Regions from separate parts of the Sus scrofa genome. Here regions 2 and 3 are each linked to region 1. A link is a contact called in public Hi-C and HiChIP or PLAC-seq data. All regions are on one chromosome and are shown on one strand. Each heading gives the region's core, a stretch centred on a gene start, on an enhancer-like site or on the middle of the called end of the contact. The rest is flanking DNA. Distances are from core to core; before and after follow the strand shown. Region 1 holds the start of RAB4A (ras-related protein Rab-4A). Region 2 holds the start of ACTA1 (actin, alpha 1, skeletal muscle). Region 3 holds the start of CCSAP (centriole, cilia and spindle-associated protein).

Region 1 (4,982 bases), core at 664-3,163:
AAGAATATCTAGGAGAAATGTATCATCTCTCAAAGATTCAAAGTTACTGAGATGCAAATCAACTTTCACATTATTATTCAAGGAAGTTTGTCTCCTTCAAACCTCAGTTCTTGAGTACTTCCCTTTCTAACTTGTGATATTTGGCTTTATATTTGCAAACTAACACAAAAATGGCTTCTTTGGGTGGTTTTCGCAAAACAAATAGTTTTTCCCAAAGGCCTAAGTATTCGTTTTCTACAGAAAGGAAAACTGCTCTCAGCTTTGAAATCGTTGCTTAATTTTTATTTCTATCACCCTGCTCAGGTTTCGCACATCACATGGTCCAGTTTCAGTCAATAATCTAGTGGTTCCTTTCTTATTATCCACAGAAGTTCCCAACAGGAAGAAAACTTCAATGTAAAGAATGGGATCACCATCTTTCCTCTGACATAGTTCTAATCAGTGTCTGTCTGATACACTCAGGAATGAAAATCAAACCTGACCTGTGGAAAAGCCAAATAAGAAAGCAACAGTGTCCAAGCCACTGAACAAGGGACACATGCAGAATAATTCTAGGGTATTACGGTCCTCCCCATGTTTCAGCAGGTGGCCTTCTCTGCGATTTAGAAGCAAGGATATCTATTTCTATTAGAATCAGTGATGCAGAGCCAGAGAGTCATTGGGGAGGAGGCGAAAGGGCTCAGGGAATGGAAGGCCTGATGCCAATTTAGAGGACAGAGCCAAATGGACTTGAAAAAAATGTATTTCCTGGTACTCCCCCCACAGCCAAGCCACTTGGGAGCTTAGCCAGGGCGTGTTTTTAGGATTCTACTGGGTCTTTTGAATAAGCTTGGGTCTTCTTTTTCTTTGTCTCTTTAGGGCCACACCCATAGCATATGGAAATTCCTAGGCTGGGGTAAATCAGAGCTGTAGCTGCTGGCCTTCCACACCGCAGCAATGCAAGATCCCAGAGGCCTCCGAGACCTACACCACAGCCCAAAGCAACTCCCAATCTTTAACCCACTGAACAAGGCCAGGGATTGAACCCACGTCCTCATGGATACTAGTCGGATTCATTACTGGTCAGCCACAACGGGAACTCCTGAATAGGATTGGGTCTTATGAGATGCCATGTGGCTCTGATCATGCTCCAATGGAGCAAAATCCCAACCAAAGTCCTCTTCCCAGTCAACTTTTTGGTTTATGGCTACTTTTCCCACAGAAAGGGATTCTGAATTCAGCTGTGCTCCTTAAATCAAAATGTTCAACCAGCGACTCCTACCCTTAGACAAACACCCGCCAAGAGGGGCTTCCGGTCCAGGGGCCTCAGTCCCCTGAATGCCGAGCAGTGGGGCCAATATCTAGTCCTCTGGGGCTTCCTCAGAGCCCGCACATCTGAGCTTCTGACGGTCCCGCCGACAGCAGCTCGGCCCCCCAAGAGCGCCTGGCAGGTTCTGAGCGGAGCTCAGCTCCCCCGCGGTAAGCCCGCCTCCCCGCACCTAGGGTTGGCCTCCAGTCGGACTCCTGGGGTTGCGGACTCCTGGGGTTGCGGACTCCTGGTTACACATTCACCACGTCCCCGACAGGTCACTACCGCTTAGAGGAAGTCTCTATCTGGCAGAGCACGCCAGGTAACCACGAAGAAGTCTCTACTGAGGTGGCGGCCAACCTGGCAAGACTGTCTTTCTCCCCAGGGCAGGTAATGGCTTTCTCTGCCCGCTGGGACCCTACAGTCCCAGTCCCAATCACCGGGGCCGGCTGACCGCCTGCCCCGACGCGCCCTTCCCAGCTCCTGCGCGCCCCTGCGACCTGGACTGGGCCGGCCACGCCCCTCCGCGCGTCCGGTCTCTGCGCGCACACGCCCCGCCCCGCCCGCGCCCGTTACCACCCACGCCCGCACCGGCCCCAGCTTCTCTGCGCCCCTAGGCCCGCCCCGGCCTCCCCGCGCGCACGCGCGACCGCGGGCTGGGGGCCGGGCCCCGCGCCCCCTCTCCTCCTCCTCCTCCTCCCCCGCGTCCAGGCCGGCGGGGGAGCTGGGGCCGTGCGCCTGCGCGGAGCCGGCAGTCCGGCAGGGCCGCATCCGCGGGGTGGCCGGCAGTTGCCGTGGGGACCGCGGGCCCCTCCCTCCTCCAGTGCCCTGCCCTTCGCCGTCCCCCACCGAGGCGCGGCGGGCGACCCCGGCCTCCTGGCCCCGGCCCCGCCAGAGCTGCAGCCGGTGACCCGGCGAGAGGCGGTGCCGCTCCCAAGATGTCGCAGACGGCCATGTCCGAGACCTACGGTAAGGGGCGGGGGGCGGCGGGGCGGAGGCCGCGGGGATGCGGATCCGAGTGTCGGGGGCGTGGGTCGGGCGGTGGGTCGCGCATCTACGTGATCTGTTTCTCCGAGTGTCCTTTTGCTTCTCCTCCGCGTTCACGCCGGTAGGGTTTTCCTTTTTTACTCAACATCAACAGCTTAGGGTTTGGGAAGCCAGTTCGAGATTCGGTTTCATATGCGGTATTGTTCCCAGCTAGAGTTGTGAAGGACTTAGGGCGACGCCTTCAATTGAGTGTGTTCCTTCCTCAACTATTGCAGTCTGACCATTCCTGTCTTGGAATTCCTTTCTTTGCAGTGGGATTACAAGAAGGGCTTGTCGATAGGCGACTTCATCCATTTCTTCCTCTTGGGACCTTTCAGGTTGCGTTATGGCTACTTACAAACACCTCTGAAGCAGAGCCCTGTCTGCTTAATCTTTGCTTCCTCGGTAGCACCCAAACCTGGAGGCGCCCAACAGAGGTTTTTTGAGTGAAAGAAAGCCTTTCCAATTCATCGATTATGTTTTGTTTTTGTTTTAATCCTATGTGGTAAAAATAAACAATGTAGTATACCCCTGCTCTGTGTCAGGGCTGCAGAGGTGTTTGCTAGTCTGGGATCTCTCTTTCAGAAGCATGCATTCTCAGGTAAAGACTGATTTGGGTTTTACAGTCCCTGGAGATGCACAAGTTCAGTTACCTCTAGTCAGATCAGTCCTGTTGCCTCCATTTGTCCTGGCCTACTGCTCCTTCCCATCAACAGATAGATGTGGACTGGTTTTATGGCGTGGTGCCTCAGCACTGCAGAACTCACCACAGGCACTTCTCTGGTCTCAGGGAACTCACAGCCCAGTAGGGGGTACAGTGTTAATCTGGTTGTGACACTAAAGATGGGTTAAGAACCCAGGTGGGAGTTCTGAAGGAATGTGGTCTCTAAAGCTATGTGAGAAAGAAACCTGACCTGACCAGCACGGCCAGGACAGCCTTAACCTGTCCCCACAGGCCCAGCCCCCAAGGGCTGCAGAGTCCCTGTAAAAGGAGTGCATCTGGGGCTGGCCTTGTTCTCAGTAACACTGAGAGCAGGAATCTGTTCCTGGAAGGCTTAGGAAGTCCCACTGGGCATCCCTGGTTGTAGGATCAGTATTGTCAGAGTCTGATGCTACCACACTTCACATGCACAAGGTCTGCCTCTCTCTGTAGAGAGCCACAGTCAGATTCCATAAAGGACATCACTTCTCCAGCAAGTGTTGAAATTTTGGTTATGTTTTTTCTTTTTTTGTTTTTTTGTTTTTTTTTTTGGCTGCACCTGAGATATGTGGAAGATCTCAGGCCAGGGATTGAACTGTGCCACAACAGCGGCTTGAGCCACTGTGGTGACGCCAGATCCTTAACATTGCCACAAGGAAGTTGCCACCAGGAAACTCCTAGTTTTTGCTTTATTTTCAAGTGCTCCTTACCCCACACTTTTTTTTCTGTGAGCTGGATAAAAAAGCGTAAGGGAGGGTTAGAAAGTTCAGGAAACCAAATGGAGGAGTTCCCATGTGGGTCAGTGGGTTAAGGATCTGGCATTGTCACTGCAGCTGTCCAAGTCCCTACTGTGGCTCTGGTTTGATCCCTGGTCTGGGACCTTCCTCATGCCACAAGAGGGGAAAAAAAAAAAAACTTGCCAAGTAGGGTGATGAGTTAGTGAGAAGGACTGGAAGTCAGAGCTTTTATGTTTCATTTATCTTCTCTGAAATGACACCCTTGAAAAAATATGGCATCTCTACTTCAGACAGAGTTCATTGAGTGTCGCAAAATAACTGACCAAATTCTGTCCATAAGGCTTTGAACTTTAGTGCTCTTATTTCATAATACCTTCCAAATACATTTACTTTTCACTAACTAAATTTAATCCTTTCCTCCATCAGAGGAAATTAGATGAAGCTAACAGAGAATTAGTTTTGGAAAGCGCAAGTATGGCACTTGAAAGTACCAACCCAAAGTAAAAGTCACCCCAAACCAAGTCCTAAGCTGTCACCTTCACTTATCATTGGTAGATTTGCACAGCATTGTTTCCCCAAAGTAAGTCAGGTTCCCTGCTTCCGGACGTTTGCCTGTAGCTGGGAAAGGAATGTTTGCCTAATCTTTAAACTCCTTTGTACTCTGTGCTCGTTTTCTCTCTTCTGGAAAAGGAGTCTTTGTAGCTCGACAGGGATATGATGAAAAATAAAGAACCAGTGCTTGCTGGTATACTGTTAATGAGCTCTGTCTACCTGCTTTTCAGCACATGAAAGCAGTATTTCAGCTTTGTTGGCTGTAGTGTTCAACATTTTGCTGCTTTGAAAGCACCAACCATGGGCATACTTTACATTATGTAATACTTTATATAATATTGTAATACAAAATCGAAACCTCGAACACATAGATTTCTGATTGAAATCCTCAATCTGAATATGCCTAAACTGAAACAGTGTTTCCCAAATATTGTTAGATTCGCAACATTCTTAAAGTTGGTATGGCTTGGGGCATCCCAGGGAACTCCAGATTGGCTGATCACAAATTGGCCTTAAGTAATTTCTGGTACCAAGATTTGTGAGACAGTTGTGATGTTCAAGAAGGCACTAAAAAGTGTAAGTGGTGTGGAAGATGCTAGAAAAAAAAAAAAATTCAAGGGCCGAGGCAGTTTGAGAGTGAGGAAAAAAAGACCAATCTCCATACACATTGGAGTTTATG
Region 2 (4,982 bases), core at 1,484-3,983, 120 kb after region 1:
CGCAGCATAACAGAATGGCTGAGTTTAATGCTTCAAGTTTTCCATTTCCTTCCACAGGGCTTCGTTTTAAAAATAACAAAATGAGGTAAATAAGTTAATGTATGTACACGTTATAAACATTGTGTCGGTTTGGGCAGCAGCAACGCAGGCGGTGGGAGAGCAGTTGCCGCTTGGTGGCTCGAGGTCAGCCACTGCACTTGAGCAGATTCGTCGTCCTGAGGAGAAGTCGCAGCTGTTGGAATGGGGTTTAGAAGCATTTGCGGTGGACGATAGATGGGCCGGCCTCGTCGTACTCCTGCTTGGTGATCCACATCTGCTGGAAGGTGGACAGCGAGGCCAGGATGGAGCCGCCGATCCACACGGAGTACTTGCGCTCCGGCGGGGCGATGATCTGTAAGACAGAGACAACCGGTCAGGTGGGCGCAGTCGCAGCCTGGAGCCCACTAACGGGCATGGGCGCGGGCCGCCGCCCACCTTGATCTTCATGGTGCTGGGGGCCAGAGCGGTGATCTCCTTCTGCATGCGGTCAGCGATGCCCGGGTACATGGTGGTGCCCCCTGACATGACATTGTTGGCGTACAGGTCCTTCCTGATATCGATGTCGCACTTCATGATGCTGTTGTAGGTAGTCTCATGGATGCCCGCCGACTCCATGCCTGGGGGCAGCGGGGAATCAGGAGCATGAGTTGGAGGGTGGGTAGGCCGCGGGTGACGGGCGGGGTGCTTGCGGGGTGGGCCTGCAGGGCTCACCGATGAAGGAGGGCTGGAAGAGCGTTTCCGGGCAGCGGAAGCGCTCGTTGCCGATGGTGATGACCTGGCCGTCTGGCAGCTCGTAGCTCTTCTCCAGGGAGGAGGAGGAGGCGGCGGTGGCCATCTCGTTCTCGAAGTCCAGGGCCACGTAGCATAGCTTCTCCTTGATGTCGCGCACGATCTCGCGCTCAGCTGCGGGGGACCGGGGCGGAGGAGGAGCCCTCAGCATGGGCCGGGGACTTGCGCGCAGCCCGCCCACCTGCCCAGGGAGCCCCCGGCGCCGCGCACCTGTGGTCACGAAGGAGTAGCCACGCTCGGTGAGGATCTTCATCAGGTAGTCGGTGAGATCGCGGCCGGCCAGGTCCAGGCGCATGATGGCGTGTGGCAGCGCGTAGCCCTCATAGATGGGCACGTTGTGGGTGACGCCGTCGCCAGAGTCGAGCACGATGCCTGCGCAGGGACAGCACAAGGCCGATGTGAGCGGCGGCACCCTGGCAGGGGCGGGGGTGGGGGGGAAGCCCTCGGGGAGGGGGCGGGGCTCAGCCGTGGGCGGGGCCGGCCGGGGCACTCACCGGTGGTACGGCCGGAGGCGTAGAGGGACAGCACTGCCTGGATGGCCACGTACATGGCGGGCACGTTGAAGGTCTCAAACATGATCTGAGTCATCTTCTCGCGGTTGGCCTTGGGGTTGAGGGGGGCCTCGGTGAGCAGGGTGGGGTGCTCCTCGGGGGCCACCCGGAGCTCGTTGTAGAAGGTGTGGTGCCAGATCTTCTCCATGTCGTCCCAGTTGGTGATGATGCCGTGCTCGATGGGGTACTTGAGGGTCAGGATACCTCTCTTGCTCTGAGCCTCGTCGCCCACGTAGGAATCTTTCTGACCCATACCCACCATGACGCCCTGCGGAGCGGAGACACCACGCACTCGTTACAGCGGCTTCAAGAGGGGCGGCTCTGGGCAGCACAGGGACCCCGGCCCGGCTCCCTCGGTGGACAGGCAGCCTGACCTGGTGGCGAGGGCGGCCCACGATGGACGGGAACACAGCCCTAGGGGCGTCGTCACCGGCGAAGCCGGCTTTCACCAGGCCGGAGCCATTGTCGCACACAAGGGCGGTGGTCTCGTCTTCGTCACACATGGCGTCGGGTTTCTGCAAGATCAGCAAGGCCGTGGAGATGCGCAGCGTGTCAGGCAGGAAGCCTCACTGGTCCGAGCGCCCTCCCTCCCCCGGGACCTAAGGACACCCCCAGCCCTCGTGCATCCCGCCAGGGGATCAATCCGAGCAACCTGGCAGAGCTTCGCTGCCAGGGCACTGCGCTGGGAAGAGACCTCAGAATTTCTCCACCTGGGAACCCAGGGCACACTCTTCTTCCCCTTTCCCTCTGGCACCCGCCCTCTCTGCACCTCGGTGGCCTCCCCAAGGGGGTTAAGGCCGGCAAACCCTAAGGGCTGGGAAACTGTACGGGTGGGAAGGCATGCCGTGGGTGGGGCTTGGGCGTTCCATCCGGGGAGGAATAGCCTCTTCCAGACCCCACGACATTCCAGACTCAAAAATTCCTAGGCGCCCTTTCTCTTGATGGCAAGCCGGAAAGAGAGGCCCTTGTTGTCTTTTGGCTCGGTTGGCCCTGGGGACTACTAAAGTCAAACGTTCATCTACCAGGACACATACTAAGTGTAGGTAGAGAAATCCAAAGGGGCAGGGAATAAATTTGGAGACGTTTCCAAAGGTCGACTGCTTCCTGTCTCCTCTTTAAAGCGCATGTGGCTCTGGGGACCGAGCAGCACCGAGGAGGCAGGGTCGCGGCTAATAGATGGGGTCGGCTGGGCTCCCGGAAGCTCTCTGGGCTCCCCTCGACAGTGCCCTGTCTCCCTGTCCCCATCCCACTCTTGTCTACCTGGGCGGGTGGCTACACCTGCTGCTCTCCGGCTGGGGCCCTGGTCGCCGCGGGAGGGAAGCGAGGCTTCTCTCGGCGCTGTCCGCTGCGGTGGCCGCTGGTCCCCACGCTCAGGTTTTATATAGCCCGCGGGTTCTCCCCCCGAGCCGCCTCACAGGAATGTCGCTCCCCTTCTCGAGCCATATTTGGGTGTTGGGCACTGGAGCCCCCTCCCCCGGCGGGTTAGCGGCCTGGGCCCCCGCCCGGGTCCCCTGTGCTGACCAAAGAAGGAGCGGCCTGGCCGGAGCCCAGGTAAAGCGGGCCTGGCCGTATATGGAGTGTCTCCCGGGCTGGTGGGCCCCTCCCGACCCGGCCCAGCTGCCCCCCGGAGGGGCTGGGGTGGGGCGAGGTTCACCGCCTGCGCCGGGAGGCGCGAGTGCGCCTGCGCCTGGGGCTGCACCTGTCCGCGGGCCGCCCCGCCCCGGTCTACCCTGCGCCCGGGGCCTCTGGAAGGTGCCGCCACACTGTATCCCTACTTCGGGTTCTTTACTCAGACCCCCAAACCCTCTAGAGCGACTCCAGGGAGGAGGGAGACGTGTCCAAGTGGTGGAGTGGTGGTGGGCTGGAGAGATAGAGGAGCGGTCGCACCCGGAGTCCTGGGTAGGGCAGGAAGGCGACCCCTCCCCCAGCTCCCCAGCGATCACTTCTCCCCGCTACCCGGAGCGCCCCGGATCCGGAGGGCTGACCCTGTCGGTCCCCACCCCCACCGGAGAGGGCCACCGGCAGCGGGAGGGCGCGCAGCTGTCTCGGGGCAGACAACTGGCCGCGGGGCGCGAGAGCGGAGCGGTGGGAGGAGGCGCGGGGCTCCCGGGGACAGGCTCAGGGCGGTGGCTCTGACAACGCTGGGCACAAAGCCAGGGCCCCGGAGCAGTCCGCACCAGAGAACGCGCTTGGGGGCTTGTGAAGGGAGTGAATTTCGGGGGGTGACGGCTCCGGTCCGGGGTGCGGTGGGCCGAGCTGAGCGCCCTCATGTCTTTTTGGGGGGTTGAGTGTCCCTCCCTTGAGGCTGAGAAGTAAGGGTCACACCCCTCGACCTGGAGGTGGAAACAGAGAGGTGCCCTTACTAGATGATATGTCACCCGTGCTTCCTCCAGATGGAAGACAAGGACGTTGCACTGTAGGCTGGGCAGCAGTTTTCCTTCTGGAAAGGCTGAACAAGTTCATCTTTCTATTTAGAGGACGATGCCCAGCCAAGGCCAGGCTGCCTCCCAGTCCACCTTGGAGAGTCACCGTCTACCAGAGCGCTGAAGCAGTTCTATTTATATCGCTGATATATGGGGATATGCCTTCCTAATTTTCTAGAAGGATTTGGATCTACTTATGGTAAGGTGGAGTGGGGGTCAGAGGAGGTTATCCAGTTGGTGCTTCTCACTCCCTGCCCCCTTCCCCTGGCCCCAAGGACAGCTCTAACCTTGTTGTGGAAGGCACAGGGGAAACAATTTTCTGTGATGAACTCAGTGACATGCTTTAAGGGGTACATCAGGGATATGGTGTGAGCCAGAATGGAATCACTCATTTTTTTGTAGTGCCTAAGTGTTCCCCAAATAGCTGCCACTAGCATCTGGTGGTGGGACTCAGCAACTGGGACAGTGTGGGTCCTCTTGAAGAAGCATGTGAAACCCTCTTCTATAGCCCACATCAGGACAGCCCTTCCTAAAAATGTCAGAAGTCCATTACAAAATAAAGAGTTTGGTGAGTCCAGGCCCATGTAGAAAGCTCCTGGGGTTTCATAGTCAGCTTCTTTCCCCCCAGGTTTTTATTTCTTCTGTTATAGTTGATTTACATTGTTCCGTCAATTTCTGCTGTACAGCATATCCAGCTTTTTAAATTAGAGGATGAATGAATAACTATGTTCCATCTTCAATACCTTGGGTCCTGTTCCATCAGTGGGGACTAAAGACACTGGCAGGTGCACTCTAGCTATAGCTTAAGGGGAGTAGCTTAAATTTTGGTCTCTAAGGTAGCAAGAGGTGTGCTGTCATTCACTGACTCCTAATCTGTTGACATTTAAAGGGGAAGGAGGGTGCTCAGTGCAGCTCTTTTCTCTCCTATAGCAAGCTTTTCTAATTGGCTTCAAGCACACATGAAGTGCTATGAACACAACACTCACAGGCTAGCAGAGATCTAGCTAGTCCAGCACACCTTGGGGAGATGGGCCCTGAGATGCCCAGTGGAGATGTCTGCTCTCAGCCCTGGTTGGGCCACTTTAAATACTCCCCCACTGTCACCATGGGGCAGCTCCAGGCCATTCTGGTGCTGCTGAATTCTCATTGGCTTAGGGACAGACCTGAGGGGCAGGTGGAA
Region 3 (4,982 bases), core at 1,226-3,725, 83 kb after region 1:
CTCACGGAGAAGCTAGGATGAGGATCTGATAAGACTTTGAAAGAGGACCACTTACAATTCAGGAAACAAACAAAAACAAAGGCACTGGTCATTCTTCCCTGAGCTTCCATTTCTTCACCTATAAAATTAACATACAATGGAGTTCCCATCGTGGCTCAGCGGAAACAAATCTGACTAGCATCCATGAGGACACAGGTTCGATCCCTGGCCTCACTCCATGGGTTAAGGATATGGCATTGCCATGAGCTGTGGTGTAGGTTGAAGATGCAGCTCGGATCCCAAGTTACTGTGTAGGCTGGCAGCCACAGCTCCAACTGACCCCTAGCCTGGGAACCTCCATATGCTGCAGGTGTGACCCTAAAAAAATAAAATTAAATTAACGTACTAATGTGAAAGCGAATGGATGTGCGTACATGAATAACTGAATCACTTTGCTATACATCAGAATTATTACAACATTGAAAATCATCTATACTTCAATTAAAAATTTTTAAAATGAGAAAAAAATGACATAAAACTACAGTCCCACATCTCAGAATTGTTCTGAATGTTGAATGAGAAAATACATGGTCTAAGATCAGTGACTGCATGTATGAAAATCTCTGAATAAACTGCAGTTATTCTGTTTATTAAAGCCTCTTTGAATCCCAGTGACGCCGATGTTCTCTGGCCACCGTCAGAAATTAGCAGAAAGAAACCGGGCGCTACTCCAGGCCCTATCAGAGGCATTCATTCAGCTTGGTTCCTACCACCAGCGACCACCGCACTCCGCCTCCGCGAGCCTGGGGCGGGGAGAAGGTGGAGGACCGCGGCTGCAAAGCAGATGCACAGCCCGCAAGAGGCATTTCCCAGCCCCTGCTCCCGGTCACAGCAGCAGCCTAAGGATGGGCGCTTTTCGATGAGTGGGAGGCAAGAAGCCGAGAGGACCGAGCACTACCAGGATTATTCCTATACTAGTCCTCGGTTACGCAACAGCCTGCGTAAACAAGTGCAAAATATTCTTTAGGGACAGCGCGGCGCGGCCAGGGAGTTAAAATACAAAACAACGGCCCCATTCACAGGGCGGTACGCTTAGCTCAATGGCTCTTAACCTCTTGCGGTCGCCTTTGGGAATCTGAAGAAAGCTGGGCTCCTCTCATAAACAATTGCGCGCTGAAAAATAAACAGATGCGAGTTCAGCGGCTCAGAGGCCAACAAGGCCCTTGGGTAAAAACCCGGACTTCTCCAGAGGCACTTTAATGAGTTCACAGCTGGCTCAACCCAGATCCATCCAATTACGGAAATAAAGGAGGGGAGGGCGGAGGCGGGACCGATACTTTTCTTATTTTGTCAAGGGAGACACATTCTCCTCCTACCAAAAGTCAATGAAAAGATTAAATAAAATAGGTAAAGGAAGAGCTTTCCCCAAGCGCTTTCGAGAAACAGCTGGGCAGTTCAGAGATGCAAGAGCAAATCCGGTACCGCGAGCAGGCCACTCGCAGCCCCTCTCCCCGGCCCGGTACCTGGCAGCGCAGCGTCTTCCGCGTCCTCTGCGTCCCCCACAGCCTCCGCACCCTGCTCCTCCTGGGCCGCGTGGGCCGGCTGGTCCGACCCGTCCCGCGCCGCGGGCTCCGCGGGCGGCGGCGGCGAGGCCGGGGTGCACTGGGGTAATGGGGCCCCGGCGCCCGACGACGCTGACGACGCCGAGTCGTCCGAGGCTGGGCCCCAGTCGTCCCAGAGCCAGGGCGCGTGCGCCTGCTCCAGCAGCCGGCGGCCCAGGCGGTAGTGGCGCAGCGCGCGGTAGCACGGCCCGTACTCGTCCCAGCGCGGCTCCTGGTAGCGCTTCATGTACTCGCTCTTCACGCCGCTCCCCGGGGACATGGTGGCGCCCGCCGGCACCGAGGGCCCGCCGTTCCGCGCCTAGCCTTCGCCTACGAAATCCGCGACAAGACACAGAGGCGCGCCCCGCCCCTCCGGCTCGCCCAGCCCGCCGCGACGTTTAAACCCGGAGCCCCGCCCGAACGGGGCGGACGGGGGCGGGGCGTGGGAGCGGGAACGGGAGCGCGGGTGGGGGCGGGCGGGGAGTGGAGGCGGGCACAGCGCAGGCGGACCTGGGCGGTGGGCGGGGCAAGGGGCGGAGAGAACGCGCTGCCAGCCCTGGGAGGGGGCGGGGACGGGCCCAGCGGCTCTGGGGTAGGGGAGGGGGATAGCGGTACCCGCTGCTGGGCGTGGGGGTCACTGGGGAGGGCGGCTCGGGAGGTGCGCAGCCAGAGGCTGCGGAAACCAGGGGAATGGACCGTGGAGGAGGGAGGAGAAGGAGGTGTGGGCGCGGGGAGCTGGGCGGCCTCTGGGTCCTGGGAGCGCCCTCTGGGCGCGGGGTAGGGGCAGGAGGGGCGGCCCCCTCTTACCTCCTTCGTGCGGCTCCGGCCTTGCCCTGCGCCCCCGGCCCCGCGGCGCCCAAGCAGTCCTCCGCGAGCGAGGCGCAGCAGCCCAGAGTCGCGCGCTCTGCCCGCGCTTTCCTGCCGAGCAAGATGTCGCCACTGGCGCGGTGGCCCGTGTTCCTCCGGCGGCAGCGGGGAGGCGAAGGCGCCGCCTCAGTCCTGGGAGCCAACGCCTCCCGCGCGCGCTCCCGGCCCCGGCCCCCCGCCCGGCTCGGTGGGGGCGGCTGCTTCAGGGTGGTGCGTGGGGCACCGAGACGCGGGCGCCTCGGCAAGCCGGGAGTCCCCGCCAGGTCCCTGCCCACTCGCCCTAGGCGCCCGCGCCCCAGGTCCCTGGAGGCGCTGCCCTGGGCCCCCGCCTCTGCAGAAGGCATCCAGGACCGGCCGCCCCTCAGCCAGCGACATTCAGTGGTCTCTTTGACACCTCGAGGTTCCCAAAAACAATACAAGTCCACACGTTGACTCTTGCTTCCTTCCCTCTGTTCACAACACCTGTTACTCTGGCTTTAACCCCCTTTCACGTTTTAGTACGAGTCCTTTCTTGTCCACGCTCCAAACATTTTTTATGAGAATGATAAAATTGGCCGAGCCACCCTCTCGGAGACCAATTTGCACAGAAAACCTTGGCCCACTCAGTTGAGTGGTGCTAAGTATACAACGTTGCTCTGATTGTTACATTTTCCAAAGGGCCCCACATGGATTCTTCCCCTTTATTGAAAGGAGCCTGGATACATTCGTTACAAAAAGATTTGAAAGAAACGTTTTGGAATATCGGGACATATTTAGCAGTTGAAAAGCAGGCCTAGGCCGTAATGAATTACCTGGCTCCGGCTTCCATACCGGATTTGTTCTGATTCATGACTGTTTTCCCTTCTGTTGCCTGTCTCCGCGTCCTTCCCCGCCCCCATCATAGCTAAATGATCCAAAGGTAGACGCTGCCCCCGCGGGAGTCAGCCTGTTCTGAAAACTAAAGTTAGTAATCTAGACGTCATTAGTACTGATTGTTAAGGGCAGTTTTCTGGAGAGATATACTGTGACCTCCTGCTGTTGACACCCCCACAGTGACCCAGACTTTTTCCCTCCCCAACTTTATTTTCTGTAGCTCAAAATACCCCAGGAACTTTCTAATGCATCTCCTTTTTCTTTAAGATGGTTTCCCATGGTTACAAACAAAAGAACCTTAATAAATATATTAATAACGTGGGTGAAAGATGATGTGCAGTTACATGAAAAAATCAGAACACAATCTGTTTCAGTTAGCTTTGGCTGCATAATAACCACCCTAAAATTTGTGGTTTAAAACAACCAAGATGCGTTATTTCTCACGATTCTATGGGTTAGCGGGGCAATTTTGCTGCTGCTTCCACTCTGCTGGTTTAGATTCTCTTAAAACAGTTGCATTCAGCTGGAGGGAATGCTGGGCTGGAAGGTTCAAGATGGCCTCACTTACAGGCCTGGCACTGGAGCTGGCTGTGTGTGGGGCTGTCTTCATCCTCCCTGTGGACTCACCCTCCGGGAGATTAGCCTGGTTTCTTCACCTGGCCCTCACTTCCAAGAAGTTAATAGCAGAAGCTGGAAGGCTTCTGAAAAGCATATACCTCTCTTCTGCTGTATTTCAGCAAGGCTCAAATAAGTCACACGGCTAGCTAGCCCAGATTCCAGGAGAGAGAAATAAATTCCACCTCTGCAGGAGAAGAGCAGCAGCAAAACTACCTTGCAAAGGGGCATGCATACTGGATGGAGGAATCTGTAGCCAAATTTAACAATCATAGAACCACACACGCATAAAGTTAATAAGGTCTGGTACCATTTTTTGTGTAACTGAAAAATAGGATTAGGAATGGTTTGTTTTAATATTCCTATTTTGCACAATTAAGTATATTGCATTCATTCTAATTAAGTGACAAAACCCCAGTTCAGCTAGCTCAAACAGTAAGGATATTCATGGGCTCTGGCTGAACTAGTCCCAGGGATCCAATCAATATCATTGGGACTCTACTTCTTTCTCTTGGTCTTTGAGATCTGCTTTCTTCTTGGGGGCCGCTCTGAGATGGAATGGCAATAGACTTCTTCCACATAGCTGGAAAAAATGCCACTTGTGGACCTAAGCTTATGTTGTCTTAGCAGAGGACCACCAACAAAAGAGAACTCCTTAGTATTCCAATTATAGATCTTCAGTCACATGCATAGCTGTGGCCAGGGGTAGGAGGTGATATGACTGGCAGAGCATGGGTCATGTGCCCACCCCTGTAGAAGGGGATAGGGTGGGAGGTTGAGATTGACAGCCCCAGGAGAACCACAGGGACAAGGAAGAAGTGGCTCCCCAGAGGAAGGAGCAGTCGGCAGACAAAACAACATATGCCCATCTACATATTCATCTTTGTGTTTAAAAGAAGAACAGGATGAGAAAGGTCTAATTTGACAGCATTTGTGCAGGGGAACCTTCTGGTATGTAGTTGACCATAAGTAAGATTCAGCTTTTAAGATATTGAATACAGTCAAAAGCAGTAGCAGGGGAGGCAAACCTTTCCTTTGGAGAAACCTCTGCTCCTACAGCACTGAAGG

What was found. A called contact is a pair of places that touch in the nucleus more often than the background predicts. HiChIP or PLAC-seq counts read pairs in DNA pulled down with a chosen protein or histone mark.
Region 2: an H3K27ac HiChIP or PLAC-seq map of skeletal muscle shows a contact between it and region 1. The contact joins the promoter of ACTA1 here to the promoter of RAB4A in region 1. A contact is called at or near these places in 1 of 5 promoter capture datasets (fetal skeletal muscle), 3 of 47 Hi-C or Micro-C datasets (epiblast stem cells, heart right ventricle and skeletal muscle) and 1 of 2 datasets of contacts at active chromatin or transcription factors (skeletal muscle).
Region 3: a contact with region 1 is called in a Hi-C map of skeletal muscle, with 2.6 times the contacts expected there. The contact joins the promoter of CCSAP here to the promoter of RAB4A in region 1. A contact is called at or near these places in 1 of 5 promoter capture datasets (liver), 10 of 47 Hi-C or Micro-C datasets (alveolar macrophages, blood, brain and 3 more) and 2 of 2 datasets of contacts at active chromatin or transcription factors (alveolar macrophages and skeletal muscle).

What each region holds. Positions count from the first base shown.
Region 1 is chr14:60,525,480-60,530,461 of Sscrofa11.1, reverse strand. It overlaps RAB4A (ras-related protein Rab-4A), which reads left to right and starts at 1,913. Exons shown (of 8, transcript XM_001925483.7): 1 at 1,913-2,257. The coding sequence starts at 2,227. It overlaps LOC102163174 (a long non-coding RNA gene), which reads right to left and starts at 1,833. Exons shown (of 4, transcript XR_002338974.1): 1 at 1,479-1,833.
Region 2 is chr14:60,410,693-60,415,674 of Sscrofa11.1, reverse strand. ACTA1 (actin, alpha 1, skeletal muscle) reads right to left here and starts at 2,733. Exons shown (of 7, transcript NM_001167795.1): 1 at 2,658-2,733; 2 at 1,754-1,894; 3 at 1,323-1,647; 4 at 1,039-1,200; 5 at 751-942; 6 at 475-656; 7 at 1-391. The coding sequence starts at 1,882. The coding sequence ends at 248.
Region 3 is chr14:60,442,545-60,447,526 of Sscrofa11.1, reverse strand. CCSAP (centriole, cilia and spindle-associated protein) reads right to left here and starts at 2,475. Exons shown (of 4, transcript XM_013983237.2): 1 at 2,388-2,475; 2 at 1,503-1,910. The coding sequence starts at 1,860.